2 separate regions of the Sus scrofa genome follow, and region 1 is linked to region 2. Evidence: chromatin contacts called from public HiChIP or PLAC-seq data. All regions are on one chromosome and are shown on one strand. Each heading gives the region's core, a stretch centred on a gene start, on an enhancer-like site or on the middle of the called end of the contact. The rest is flanking DNA. Distances are from core to core; before and after follow the strand shown.

Region 1 (6,907 bases), core at 1,972-4,471, 120 kb before region 2:
AAAAAAAAAAAAATTAAATTAGCTTAAACCCATTCCCAAAGATTTTCTCTTACCTTTCCTAAAAGTTTTTTTTGGGGGGCACACCCACGGCATATGGAGTTTCCCAGGTGAGGAGTCTAATTGGAGCTGTTGCCACTGGCCTACACCACAGCCACAGCAACACTGGCTCTTTAACCCACTGAGTAAGGCCAGGGATCGAACCTGCGTCCTCATGAATACCAGTTAGATTTGTTTCCACTGAGCCACGGCGGGAACTCCTCCTAAAAGTTTTATAGTTTTATGTTTTGCATTGAATCCCCTGACCCACTTAGAGTTAATTTTTGTATGAAGTGTGTGGTTTAGGTTGAGGATTTCTTGGTTTTGTTGTAGGGTTTTTTGTTTGTTTGCCTATGGGTATCCAGTTGTACTAGCACTATGCATTGAAAAGGCTGTCTTTCTACCTTTGAATTTCTTTTGCACCTGCCAAAAACCAGTTTAGCATATTTGTGTGGATCGATTTGGGGGTTCTCTGTTCTGTTCCATTGATCTGCGTGTCTGTTCTCCACCAGCATTACACACTTGTGATTAATTTGGCTTCATAAGTCTTGAATTTGAGTAGACTGATTTCCTCCCACTCTATTCTTCTCTTTCAAAATTCTTTTAGCTATTCTAGTTTCTTTGCCTTCCCATATAAAGCTTTTTTTTTTTTTTTTTTTTTTTTTTGTCTTTTTAGGACTGCACCTGTAGCATATGGAGGTTCCCAGGTGAGGGGTCGAATTGGAGCTGTAGTCGCTGGCCTACACTACAGCCTCAGCAATGCCAGATCCTTAACCTACTGAGCAAGACCAGGGATCAAACCTTCGTCCTCATGGATGCTAGTCAGATTTGTTTCTGCTGAGCCATGACGGGAACTCTGCCCACATAAAGTTTAGAATAATCTTATCTGTATCTACAAAAGTCTCGCTAGGAGTTTGAGAGGAATTGGGTTAAACCTGTCTATCAAACTGGGGAGAATTGACACCTTTACTGTACAGAGTTTGCCAATCCATGACCATGGAAGGTCTCTTCATATATTTAGATCCTCTGTGATTTCTCTCATAAATATTTTGCAGTTTTCAGCATATAAGTCCTATACATGTTTTGTTAGATTTACACCTAAGTATTCCATCTTTTTGTGAACAATTGTAAATGGTATTGTTTTCAAAATTTTGATGTCTGTGCGTTCATTGCTAGTGTATAGATATCCAGTTGATTTTTGTATATTTATTTTGTCACCTGTGTCTTTGCTAAACCCCCTTATTAGTTTGAGAATATTTTTGTAGATTTCCTGGCAGTTTTCTACATGGACAGTCATGTCAACTGCAAACACATCTTCCTTTCTGGTCCAAATGCCTTTTATTTCCTTTTCTTGCCTTACTTCACTGGCTAGAACTTTGAGCACTCTTGTAAGAGTGGTTAAGAGTAGATGTCTTTGGGGGTTCCTACTACGGTGCAGTGGGTTAAGGATACGGCATTGCCTTTGGTGGTGAGGGTTCAATCCTCGGCCTGGCTCAGTGGGTTAAGGATCTAGTGTTGCCACTGCTGTGGCTGTGGTTACTGCTGTGGTGAAAATTCAATCCTGGATCCAGGAACTTCCGCATGTTGAGGGCTTGGCTCAAAAAACAAATAAAAAGGAGTAGAGGTCTTTGTCTTGTTCCCAACATTATGGGAAAGCATTCAGTCTTTCAAGATTAAGTAGAGTTTTGTGGGTTTTGGTAGATATTCTTTTTAGAAAATGTTCCTCCATTTCCACTTTTTCTGAGTGTTTTTAAATCACAAATGGGCATTGAATTTTGTCAAATGCTCTTTTCTGCATCAATTTATATGAATATGGGATTTTCTTCTTTAGCTTGTTAGTATAGTAGATCTCACTGATTATTTTCAAATATTAAATCAGCCTTGCATGTCTGGGATAAATTCTTTGTATATACTGCTGGATTCCACTTGCTAATATTTTATTAAGGATTTTGTATCTATATTCACGAAGAATATTGATCTTTAGTTTTCTTTTTTTGTACTGCCTTTGTCTGGTTTGATATCAGGGTAATACTAGGATAATACTAACTTCATAAAGTGAACTGGAAATGTGCCCTCCTCGTGTATATAGCGTTAATTCTTCTTTAAGTATTCTGTAGAATCCTCCAGTGACACCACCTGGGTGGGTGTGGAGACATCTTTTAGGGGGAGCTTTTAATTACAAATTCATTTTCTTAATAGTTGTACGTATATTCATATTATCTAGTTCACATTGAGTGGGTTACATTCATTTGTATTTTTCAAGGAATTGGTCCATTTTATCTAAATCGTCAAATAATGTGTATTCTCGACAGCTTTTTTTTTTTTTTTTTTGGTCTTTTTACCTTTTCTAGGGCTGCTTCCACGGCATATGGAGGTTCCCAGGCTAGGGGTCTAATCGGAGCTGAAGCCACTGGCCTACGCCAGAGCCACAGCAATGAAGGATCCGAGCCGCGTCTGCGACCTACACCACAGCTCACGACAAACCGGATCCTTAACCCACTGAGCAAGGCCAGGGACCAAACCCACAACCTCATGGTTCCTAGTCGGATTCGTTAGCCACTGAGCCACAACGGGAACTCCTCAACAGCTTTTTGAAATTCACTTTCCTCTGCTAGTTCCTCTCATGTTGCAATGAGATGCTGATTCCCCCACACAGCTTCCCCACCCTCAATCAGGTCACAGAGCTGATAAATGATGAAAAGAATTATTCTGTGTCTCAACCCAGAACCAGCATCCTGGACCCTCAGGCAGAGCCCAGGATGGGACAATCCCAATATAAGCTCACAGAGTTTCAGGAGGAACTGGCCATGGGCTTCTCGAAAGTGTCCCAGACCCGATAGGGAGGGAAACACCCTAAGTCACCTCCCTGGTGAGACCTCAGAGGAAGAAGAGCCCTTCCGGACCAGGTTTGAGAAGAAACGTTGAGGACCCTGGGCACCACTAGGTGGCGCTCAGCATGCACAGTTTCTCGCAGTGGCCGGCGGTGGATCCAAGAAGCTCTGCCTCGGAAGACAAGGCTGTGAGGCATTTTGTTCGTTAGAGAGATGAGCTCTAGAATTCAGAGCCTGCAAAAAGACCCCAGGGACAGAGGGCTGATGGCGTTTGCAACCCTCTCTGAGGCTTCCCTGCAGGCAAAGGTGCTATGGCTTGGGAGGGCGGAGCTGGCTGCCGGAAGTCAGAGGCGCCAAAGCACAGCTGCGGAGGCAAGAACATCCTCCCAGAGCTTCTGAGCGGTGACCCTCCAGCCGGTCCTGCCGCATCCTGAAGAATCTACGTCAGTCCCCTTCGAGGGCTGTTCCTCAGCGCCGTATCCCTCACACGATCCAGCCCCTCATTCAATACACTTTCAGGGAAGAGCCCTCTGCAGTCCACTGGGAGGCCGAGGGTGCTCCTGCCTCTGCCACCTGACTGCACCTCCGCCGAGTCTGGAGCAGCTTCTTTCCTAGATTCTGCGCCAAGTCCAAATCCTGACTCAACCTCTCACAGGCGGTGCCACCTTGGGAAGTCACTTAACCTTGTGACCTCAGCTTCACGTCTGCCACCTGGGGATGATGATGACACCATCTCATAAAGTTGTGACGCCCTAATTTAGGTTTTCATTTTCCTTCCTGTCCTGTGGAAAAGAGAAGAACTTTCCTTGGAGCCTCCTGCTCTAGGATGTGCAGGACCTAGTGAGCCCTCCATGGGGCTTTGAAGGTATTTTTATCATCACTCTTTTATTGCTACTCTTTGTGCCTTTTCTACCCCAGCCCTAGCGGCAGATGCATCCACATTCTACTGCTGCTCTAACAGATGACTACAAATGGAGTGGCTGAAAACAACGTACATTTGGCGTTCCCTGGTGGCACAGAGGGTTGTCACTGCTGTGCCATGGGTGCGATCCCTGGCCTGGAAACTTCTGCATGCTGTGGGTGTGGCCAAAAAGAAAAAAAAATGCAGATTTATTCCCTTGAAGTTCTGGTGTCCAGAGTCTATAAGCAAGGTGTTGGCAGAGCTGAGTTGTTTTTAGAGGCTTCAGGGAATAATTCGTCTCCCCATCTTCCAGGGCCACCCACATTCCTTGGCTCGTGACCCCCCCACCTTCTGGCATCACTCTGACCTCTGGCTTCCATCATCCCATCTTCTGCTTACCCTCATCCTCTTTCCTCCCTCTTCTAAGGATCCTTTTGCTTTGGACCCATTCAAATAATCCGGGACAGTTCGAAGCTCTGTGCCTTAATGATGGTAACCGAAGGGCAGAGGAGTGCTTCACAGGAGGCTCCAGGGAAAGTTCTTCTCTTTTCCACGGGACAGGAAGGAAGACGAAAATCGCTGAAGCAGTAGGCATGGGAAGATGCCACATGCAAAAGAGTTTCATCACAGCATGGCCTGTAACAGCGGACAACTCAAGGAAATCATAGACTTTGGTTAAGAAGGTGGTGGCGTATTGAGAAAAAATTGCTGTGCTGATATTTAAAATTATGTAGTGACTATAAAACATGAAGAAAGATTTGCAGAATAGTTTTGAGAGAAAAAATTATACACACAACTGTGTGTGTATATATGTACCTATGTATGTGTGGCCTATCTATCCGTGATTATAACCATGTAAACATTATGTGAGTTTATAAGAATTAAAGTCAGGAGTTCCCTTCGTGGCTCAGCGGTTAATAAACCTGACTAGGATCCATGAGGATGAGGGTTTGATCCCTGGCCTCACTCAGTGGGTTAGGATCCGGTGTTGCTGGGATCTGTGTTGTAGGTTGCAGACACGGCTCGGATCTGGCATTGCTGTGGCTGTGGCATGGGCTGGGGCTACAGCTCCGATTGTCCCCTAGCCTGGGAACTTCCATGTGTCGCACGTGTGCCCCAAAAAGCAAAAAAAAAAAAAAAAAAAAAAAAAGGAATTAAAATTAGAGGCCATTATTAATAAATGAAAATAATTACTTTGTAAGGCTGCTGGGATTTTGAACAGCTAAAAATACCCTGTAAACTATTCTACAGTAGCTTCTGCATTTTTTGTCCTCTAAGGACCCCCCACAGGAGTTTCTGAGCAGGTAACCATTGGCTGGTTGTCATCTTCCAGGGCCTGCTTGGTGAACCCATTATTCCGACGTCCCTGGTTCCACCCTTCAGAGATTCAGATGGACGCTGTGTGTGGCAGAGTGGAGAGACGAGCTGGCCTGCTTCCTGTCCTGCTCCTGGGTGGGCTAACATATCTCCAATTGTTTAACGCGGCTGGACTGGGCTTTTGATGGAGGCAGAAAGCATCATAACCTCAGCCCTTTCCACAGTTTCTCCTTAGCTTTCTCTCGTTTTCGCAACACTATCACCTTTAAAAAGCTGTTGAAAAGAGCCACTTCTGGAAATAGTGTTCTATGGAAACAACCTTTCCCTGTGCTTCCCACCTCCAGGTCCTTTGTCCCATCTTCTGCCCATTTTTTTCCTACTGTCTTTTTTTTTTTCTAGAGCTTTGAACCTCAAACTTAGGCTACATCAGAATAATGGGGAACAGCCAGTTCTTTAAAATGTACACTCTTGGAGTTCCCGTCGTGGACAGTGGTTAACGAATCCGACTAGGAACCATGAGGTTGAGGGTTCCGTCCCTGCCCTTGCTCAGTGGGTTAAGATCCGGCGTTGCCGTGAGCTGTGGTGTAGGTTGCAGACGCGGCTCAGATCCGCGTTGCTGTGGCTCTGGCGTAGACGGTGGCTACGCTCCGATTCAACCCCTAGCCTGGGAACTCCATATGCCACGGGAGCGGCCCAAGAAATGGCAAAAAGACAAAAAGACAAAAAAAAAAAAAAAGCACACTCTTGGGCCTCACTTCCAGGAGCTGCTTTAGTCCAGTTCCTGAGTGGGGTCTTTGGATCACCATTTTTACCAGGCTCTTCAGTGACCGTATAGACAATGGATTTGAGAACCACTGTTTGGTTACGTTTTCGGGGTGTGCCCTGGGACTGTGGGCAAACCCAGGGGGGATGAAGAGAAGAGACCATCTGAAGAGCATGGACGCTGTGCTTGCTTCCTTTTCCTTCAAGTGCATAATCCAAGGCCCAAATGAGAAACGACGGCGATATTGGCACGTCGTATATCTGATGCAGGGTGCATCTCCAAAATGTATAAAGAACTCATACAACTCAATAGCAAAAAACCAAACAATCCAATTAAAAAATGGACAGAGGATCTGAATAAACATTTTTCCAAAGAAAATATTCAGAGGGCCAATAGGTACATGAAAATGTGCTCAACATCACCAACCATCAGGGAAATGCAAATCAAACCACAGTGAGAAGCCACCTCACACCTGTTAGAATGTGGCTATTATCAAGAAGAGGAGAGATAAAGAGTCTTGGGGAGGGTGTGGAGAAAAGGGAATGCTTCTTACTGTTGGTGGGAATGGAAATTGGTGCAGCCACTATGGAAAACAGTATGGAGGCTCCCCCCAAAATTAAAAATAGAACTACCATATGATCCAACAATTCCACTTTGGGGTATTTATCCAAATGAAATGAAAACACTAATTCAAAAAGATATACATAGGGAATTCCCATCTTGGCTCAGCAGTAATGAACCTGACTAGGATCCATGAGAGTACGGGTTCATTTGCTGCCTCACTCAGTTGGTTGAGGATCCAGCATCCCTGTGAGCTGTGGTGTAGGTTGCAGATGTGGCTCGGATCTCGAGTTGCTGCAGCTGTGGGATAGGCCGCAGCTCCAGCTCTGATTCAACCCCTAGCCTGGAAACTTCCATATGCCACAGGGGCAGCCCCCTGCCAAAAAAAGAAAGAAAGAAAAAGATATATGTAACCCTATGTTTATTGCAGCATTATTTATACTTGCCAAGGTATGAAGCAGCCTAAGTGATGGATGAGTAGGTAAAGATGCTGTATAT
Region 2 (7,404 bases), core at 3,799-6,298:
TTGAGGCCGGAATAGGTGTAAAATTAACAATATTTTCCTTCATATCCACGGTACACAGTTAACTGCACTCGCTCACCAAAAGTGATATGGGGAGAATTTTCTAAAAATAAGGTGCCTGTTTTCTGAGTCTTCGTTCTAATAATGGTTTTGTGGATAATAGAGAAACATGACAAGCAGACAAAGACACTCAGTTTCATCACCTTTTGGGAATACCGAAGTCCTCTAGTGTACCAGGATTTCAGAGCAGGTTTTGAGTGTGGGGTTGATCTTTGTTTAAAGCCCACCATTGCCATGTATTAGCCATGTGACCTGGAAATAATTTAATATCTCAAAGCCTCAGCTTCCTCCTCTCTAAGACAGGAGAGTGATTGTATGAGGCTGATGTGAGATGCAGCATAAATACCCTGCTTGACTGTGGACCATCATCGTTCTCGGCCTGTAATTGAAGGTGGTGGTTGGGAAGACAGTTTTCAAGAGCAAGAATCGTGTGGGAAGCTTACTATGAATACAGCTTCTAAGGCCTCCCTCAGATAGTCTCATGATGAGGGCCAGGCTCAGGAACTTGCTTTTCATAGAAGCAGCCCAGGGCATTCTGGTACTGGTGTGGCACTTGGAGACATGCAGTCCTAGGGCTGAGGTTAAGGGTGTCACCTTTGGTACCGTGCTGGTTGGCAGAGGTGGAGAATGCACAGGAAAAGCGGCCAGGTGGAGGGGTAAGAGGACACAGTAACTCCTGAGAGTTGCTCTGACAGATTTTTTGTTTTGGCAGAGGCTTAGGCTTTCTTTGCCAAGCCATCATTCATCACTTGGAAAGAGGAGGGAGAGTGTGCAGGGGAGAGGGACAACTACAGCTGGCTGTCAGAATAAGTGACCTCCAAATGGGATGACCTCGAAGTCAGGCTTAAGCCATCTGGAAGCAAGAAGGGGAGGTGAAGGCAGAGGAAGGGCCAAAGGTCTTTTTTGTAGATTTCCTGGTCAATGGGAAATGACAAGGTTGCCAAGCTGGAAAGCCTGACCGGGAGGTGAGCAGGGGGAGGAGGAGGAGAGCCAGCGGCGAGGAAGCCCTGCTGGCTCCAGGGGCTGCTGTCACCGAACCAAACTCGGGTCCGCTTGCCTCATGTGCAGCACAGCCAGTCTGCTGACACTGGCTGTGGTGAAGGAAAGTACAGCATTGACGGCGGGATGCCAGGTAAGGCGAACAGGCAGCTCACTCCCGGAAAACTTGAATTCCCCGATGGCTTTCAGGGAAGGACTTTTAAAAGCTACACATAGGGTGAGGGTTGCAGCTCATGGGCTTCCTTCTCATTGGTTGGTGGTTAGGTAATAGGATGACGTTTTGGGAATCTCAGTCATCAGCCTGCTGGTTCCAACCAGTGTGGGGGTCTCCGTGCTTGTGGTTGGCATGTAGTTATTGTCTTCCACTGCGTGGGGTCTTAGTTTCTGCAGAACAGCTCAAAGATATGCGTCAGATTCTTAGCAAACCTCTTCAGGAAGAACCAGGAAACTCTTGTGTCCTAATCATTAACTGCTTGAGTCTGCTCTTGTACTCACAAGGCCAAAGATGGAAGATGAGATTACGTGGAATCTGATGAAAAACGATACAAAAGAAATTACAAAACAGAAACAGACTCAGAGATTTTGAAACCAAATCTGTTGACCAAAGGGGACACCGGGGCGGAGGGAGGGATAAATTAGGGGTTGGGATTCATATATGCACACTACTGTATGTGAAAGGGATGGGGACCTACTGTAGAGCATGACCTACTCAATGCTGTGTAATGATCTGTGTGGGGAAAGAATCTGAAAAGAAATGGATCTGTGTATAACTGATTTACTTTGCTGTCTACCTGAAACTGGCACAACTCTAAGTCAATTATATTTCAATAAAAATTATAAAACAAGTAAATGAAAATGGAGGATGTGGAGGGAGCTTGCTCAGTTTCGATCCCTCCTTTTCTCTGCCACTCCTCAATTCTGAGGGGACCAGGGATGGGACAAGAAAGGGAATAAAGTTTTGGGTAGAGGGGTTAATCATATACTTGGCAGGGGAACTCAGTTTTAGTGGGGCTGAGTTTCACTGGCTCCGAGGAGGCACCTTTGGAGGAGAAGGGTCTGAGCCGCAGTGCAGGAAAGGCAGGGAGAGCTCAGGTGCTGCACACTCCTGGGGAGACCAGATGGTCCCCATCACTGCCACCGCCAAATCAGTACCTAGAGGAAGGTGAGTGCTGCCAATTAGCAGGATACCCAGGATCCCTCCTCCCAGACTGGAGGTTCCCCCTGGAGCCCAGGCAGAGTGCTTCATCTCTGATAGATCCCAACTCTTACAGCTTGATAGAAGTTATGGTGAGTGAAATGGATAAGAGCAAGGACTATAGAGCCACTGCCTGCTTTCAGGTTCTAGCTGTGCCATGTACCAATCGTGTAACCTCAATGAAGTTACTTCGCTGTGATGACAGTAGCACTCCACCCAGTGCCACAGTAATGCTGCCTGGCAAACAACCAGGGGCCTCAGTAGCACACAGTCATTACTATTTACTGTTCACACATCTGGTGATCGGGTGGGGGGGGTGGGGGGGGTGGGGGGGTGGGGGTGGCCTGTGATCTTGGTTGGACGGGCTCACGTGGCTGAGGGCTAGTAACCCAGAATGGCCTTGGCTGGGATGACTGAGGTGGTTGGACTCGGCTCCCTTTGTGTCTGGTCTCCTGGCAGGGTAGCCCAGGCCAGTTCTCATAGATATGACAGATGTAAGAGCCAGCAAGCCCCTCATGCACATGTTTTTAAATCTGCTATGGGACATTTGCTCATATCCCATTAATGAGAACACGTTACCCAGCCAAGCAGAGAGTCAGAGCAGGGCGCAGAATGCACTGCCCAGAATGGCATGCAAACTTCCACGGTCAAAGGAATGCATCAGAGTGGGGTGAAAAAATGGAGCTATTTGGGTAACTTACCGCAATTACTAACCTCACAGTTGTTTTTGTTTTGGTTTTTTTGTCTTTTCTAGGGCCACACCTGTGGCACATGGAGGTTCCCAGGCTAGGGGTCTAATTGGAGCTGTAGCTTCTGGCCTACACCACAGCCACAGCAACAGGGGATCTGAGCCAAATCTGCGACCTACACCACAGCTCACGGCAACACCAGATCCTTAACCCACTGAGCAAGGCCAAGGATCGAACCTGCAACCTCATGGTTCCTAGTCAGATTCGTTAACCACTGCACCACAATGGGAAACACTTCACAGTTTGTTAAGACAAGCAAACCCTCACCTCCCCAATCATCATTCTTATGTTTTTGTTGTGGATATGATCACCATGTGGGAAAATGGGATGGTAGTGTTGGAAGATCTCTCCTGTGATTGTTGAGTTGGTGGGACAGTCCTTCTAAGAGCTGACTCACCATTTTACCACCATCATCGTCACCTCCGGCACAACCAGAATCATTGTTACCACCTTTTGAACCCTGCCCAATCATCTCTTTGATGACTTTCCTAACCAGCTTCTCCCAAACAAATGATAGCCCTCTGCTATCTTGTATCTTACACGTGCTTCTGTTCTATCATGCTGTTTGACGTCCAGTGTTTGTTGATGGGTCTCCTGTTTGCCCCTCTCTAAGGGGGCAGAAAACATGTCTCTGTACCTTAGTATCTAGAAGAGAACCTTTTACATACCATGAGTTATATACCACGAGGAACTATTGGCATAGGAGTTTTAGGTCACCCTTGATAACCTTGTTCTAAGTCCAGAGACTATGAGAGAAGCCTCCAGGCTGCTATAGTTTCAGAGGCATGTGCTAAGAGTAGTATTCACAAGTGATGCAGGACACTGGATTCCATGGATAGGATGTTTTAGGAAGCTGCAGAGCAAGGAGGGGCACTTAGATGCTTATGAATGGACTCTTCATGACTGCCTGTATTATTTAAGGTAACTTTTAGCCTCTGTATCATAAATCCTCACATCTCAGTAAATAAACTCCAGAAAAGTTTCTCACTTATGCAGCAGTCTAGGAGCTGGCTGGGCAGCTCTCCTCCATCTGGTGTTTCAGGGACCCAGGCTCCTTCCATTTTGTTGATCTGCCATTTTCAACAGAAGGCTTCCAAGGTCACTCTGAAGGTCACCTCAGTGAGTTGCTGAGCCAGCCTTGGAATGGGCTCCCATCACTTCTGCTCCCATTCTGCTGGCCAGAGCTTGGTCTCCGTAGGGCGGGGAAATGCAGTAGCTCTATGTTCACTTTCTATTTAGCAAGACCTCCTGTGACAGTGTTTATTCAAGAGACATGCAGCATTCTTTTTTCTTGCTTTCTTTTTTTAGCACCTCTCTGATTTTCCACTGTTAAGCCAATTTTAACCAAATCCTACTTCCATTTCATGCAACATTGGGTTTCAGTCTGCGGCAGCCCTGTGACAAAATGGGCATCTTTGAACCAGGGAGGAGGGATTGGAGGATGTGAGCTGTTGTTTATGCTTTATGCTCATTGCTCCATGCCTTTCTCGGAACACAGTTAACTTTACCCTAACTGACTGTATGTATGGTATTGCTAGCTGGCAGCTTCAGTGCCCATCTTGCTTGGTTTAAAATCCTTTGAGATCAGCAAGGACCAAGTGTTCTTTCGGGAGCAGAATTTCATCTCCAGGGAGCTGGTGACTATTGAGTTTAGTGATGGCAGCAGAACGTTGCTTCCTCCTCCTCCTCGTTGCAGAAACATTGTTTGTACATCATGTCTTCCATAATCAATACAAGTGAGGCATTAAGGAGAGGATCTCTTGTTCGGCAGACAAAGCTTTCTCTTTGTTGGGATTGAGATGCTCAGCTAATTTCCTGGGAGTGTATTTATGAGAAGGCGGTTTGTGATTCTTGCAAGCGTACATGCGAGGTTCTTGAATTTTTTTTTTTTTTCCCCCACCCTGGAGACATCAACAACCCCATTGTATTCTTTGTAAAGTATCTTGGTAGCTTGTAATTTAAAGATTGCACCCATGAGAGTTCCTCATTTTATAGATTTGGGGAATTTGTACATACTTTAAAAGGAACTTGAAACATGACCTTTAAACATGAACTTTTAAAAACGAAACCTTAAGCAGGAACATCGCACTTGAAAGAGTAACCAACCTCTCGTGTTAGGTGTGAAACTGCCAAAGATCAAAGCATTATCAAAGATGAATTTTTTTAGACTTTGTATGTGGAATTTCACTGAGAATAAGTTGGATAAAATGCCAGAGAGCTCTGGGGCCAAACCCTTGGTTCAGTCAGTCTCTACCCATGTGGAGTTTACAGCTTAAATTCCCTCCCCCTCTGGAAAAGCACACTTCATTGCTTTTGTTTAGTAATAGAAACTTTCTCCTCTCCCCCACTGCTCCCCTCACCTGCCTTCAGAAAAGCAGGTGCTTACTTGATGTCATCACTTAGGAAATTCTGTTTACAGTTCCCATTTGTGGGGCTGGCCTGCAAAGCTTATTTGGCACTTGGGTATCAAGATGCCAATTTCTGCCTTCCTGCCTTTTCTCAAGGGCTGTGCTGGGTGGCATCATGAGATCTTGCTGGCGATCTTCTTGGTCCCTTTTTCACTGAGTTTGAGTCCACATCATGTTAGATTAAGTCAGTAGACCGTCCGTGGTATAGTTGGGCCATGCGTGGCCAATTTCATGGCTTTGTGTAGCTGGCTGAATGTGCAGCTACCTTGTCTCATTCATGAAATGGTTTTAAAATATGTCGGGGAGTTCCCGTCGTGGCTCAGTGATTAACGAATCCGACTAGGAACCATGAGGTTGCGAGTTCTATCCCTGGCCTCGATCAGTGGATTAAGGATCCGGCGTGTTGCCGTGAGCTGTGGTGTAGGTTGTAGATGCGGCTTGGATCCCGCATTGCTGTGGCTCTGGTGTAGGCTGGCGGCTACAGCTCCGATTCGACCCCTAGCCTGGGAACCTCCATATGCTGCAGGTGCGGCCCTAAAAAAAAACAACCAAAAAAACCCACTTTGGAACTGAGATGTTATGGTTGGCAAATTTACTAGTCAATGGAAGGGACTGAGGCTTGTCTAGAGTCTGACCTTACGGGAATTATTTATCTCCGCTGAGCCTCCATTTCTCCACTCAGAGACTGGGTCTGTTAATTTTTTTGCTTTCCTTGTTAAAGTTGTTGGGAGATTGTATCTAAGGTTCCCCAACTGTAATTAACATACACAGGACTCAGTAAGTGACAACTACTAGAAATTATTACCGTTATATAGAAAAATCACTATCAGTGAGAGACTTGAAAATAGCCATGGTAGAAATAAAATGAAATAGAATATCAAGGGCAGGGATTTTTCTGGTATCACTTCATTTTTAATGATCTATAGCATCCCTTGTGGAGGCAAATCCATAGCAGCTGGTACCTGTGGTACCCTTAGGGTGCCTATTATTTGCAGATTCAGTTCCACAAATGTTTCTTATTCAGCACCTAATAGTGTTTCAGTGCTATGCTTGAAACTGTTGGGTTAAAAAAGTGCTACAGCGTTCACGAGGTAAGAGGAGCGTTCTGCTTCTAACACCTTATGGCTGGGGTGACCCTATGCCCTAATTTGCCCTTGATCGTCCTAGTTTATTGCAGTTGTCCTAGCATAATTATTGATAGTGCTCCTTTGATTTCAAAAGTGTCGCATTTTGAGAAACCAGTTACACGGACACTCGTCTAGTCTGTCGTGGACACAGAGGGAGTTTCTTGAGAAGAGGATTATTGAGGCCCCAAACTGGAAAGAGCACAATGAAAGCTACTTGTCGGCGAATTGGATCCAGGATAACGGTAGGGCCAGACAGGAGGAGGCAGAGGACCACATTTTGGAGCCGGAACAAGCACCACCAGTGGGGATTGAAACTCGGCTGGAGACGCCACCTTGAATTCCAGAGTGTGAAGAGCCAGCTTTAGGTGCCCAGGCTCTTTCGTTTAGGTTTCATCCATCAGCAGGTCCTCAAGTTTTTTTTTCTTTTCATGGACACCCTAACTATTAGGTTTTAACTTTGGTTTAAAGGACTCCCTAATAGGAAGAGAAAGGGAGGTCGACTGCCTGCACATCAGATGCTGAGCTGTGCTGAGCTATTGCCCTGGTTTTTATGGTCATTTCCTTTCTGATTCTAGGTACTCAAGTCCTGTGGGTGGAGTTCCCGTTGTGCTCAGGGGGTTGAGACCCTGACTAGTATCCGTGCGGATTTGGGTACCCTCCCTGGCCTTGCTCAGTGGGTTAAGGATCCAGTGGCTGTGGCTGTGGCCAGCAGCTGCCTCTCCCTAGCATTTCCTCAGGGGCTTCAAAATGACCTGATTGCTGAGGGGAGGTGGGGGCAGGGGAGTTAACCCTTCCTTGACCTAGTTTTTGAAATTGGAGGGCTTTCGTTTTGTTTTGTGCCCCATCTCCCATACACTGAAAACACATCG

Evidence for each region. HiChIP or PLAC-seq counts read pairs in DNA pulled down with a chosen protein or histone mark.
Region 1: an H3K27ac HiChIP or PLAC-seq map of alveolar macrophages shows a contact between it and region 2. The contact joins two enhancer-like sites. A contact is called at or near these places in 3 of 47 Hi-C or Micro-C datasets (alveolar macrophages, embryonic fibroblasts and retroperitoneal adipose tissue) and 1 of 2 datasets of contacts at active chromatin or transcription factors (alveolar macrophages).

Annotation. Positions count from the first base shown.
Region 1 is chr5:80,133,960-80,140,866 of Sscrofa11.1, reverse strand. No RefSeq gene overlaps it. Among named protein-coding and RNA genes, the nearest start is that of CHST11, 69 kb to the right of the region's middle. Within about 2 kb of position 3,221, at least 21 of the 83 cell types and tissues checked have an H3K27ac peak or open chromatin away from gene starts, as enhancers often do. A contact at or near this core is called in alveolar macrophages, where this site is marked.
Region 2 is chr5:80,018,490-80,025,893 of Sscrofa11.1, reverse strand. All of the region lies in intron 1 of CHST11 (carbohydrate sulfotransferase 11), which reads left to right. Among named protein-coding and RNA genes, the nearest start is that of CHST11, 47 kb to the left of the region's middle. Within about 2 kb of position 5,048, at least 10 of the 83 cell types and tissues checked have an H3K27ac peak or open chromatin away from gene starts, as enhancers often do. A contact at or near this core is called in alveolar macrophages, where this site is marked.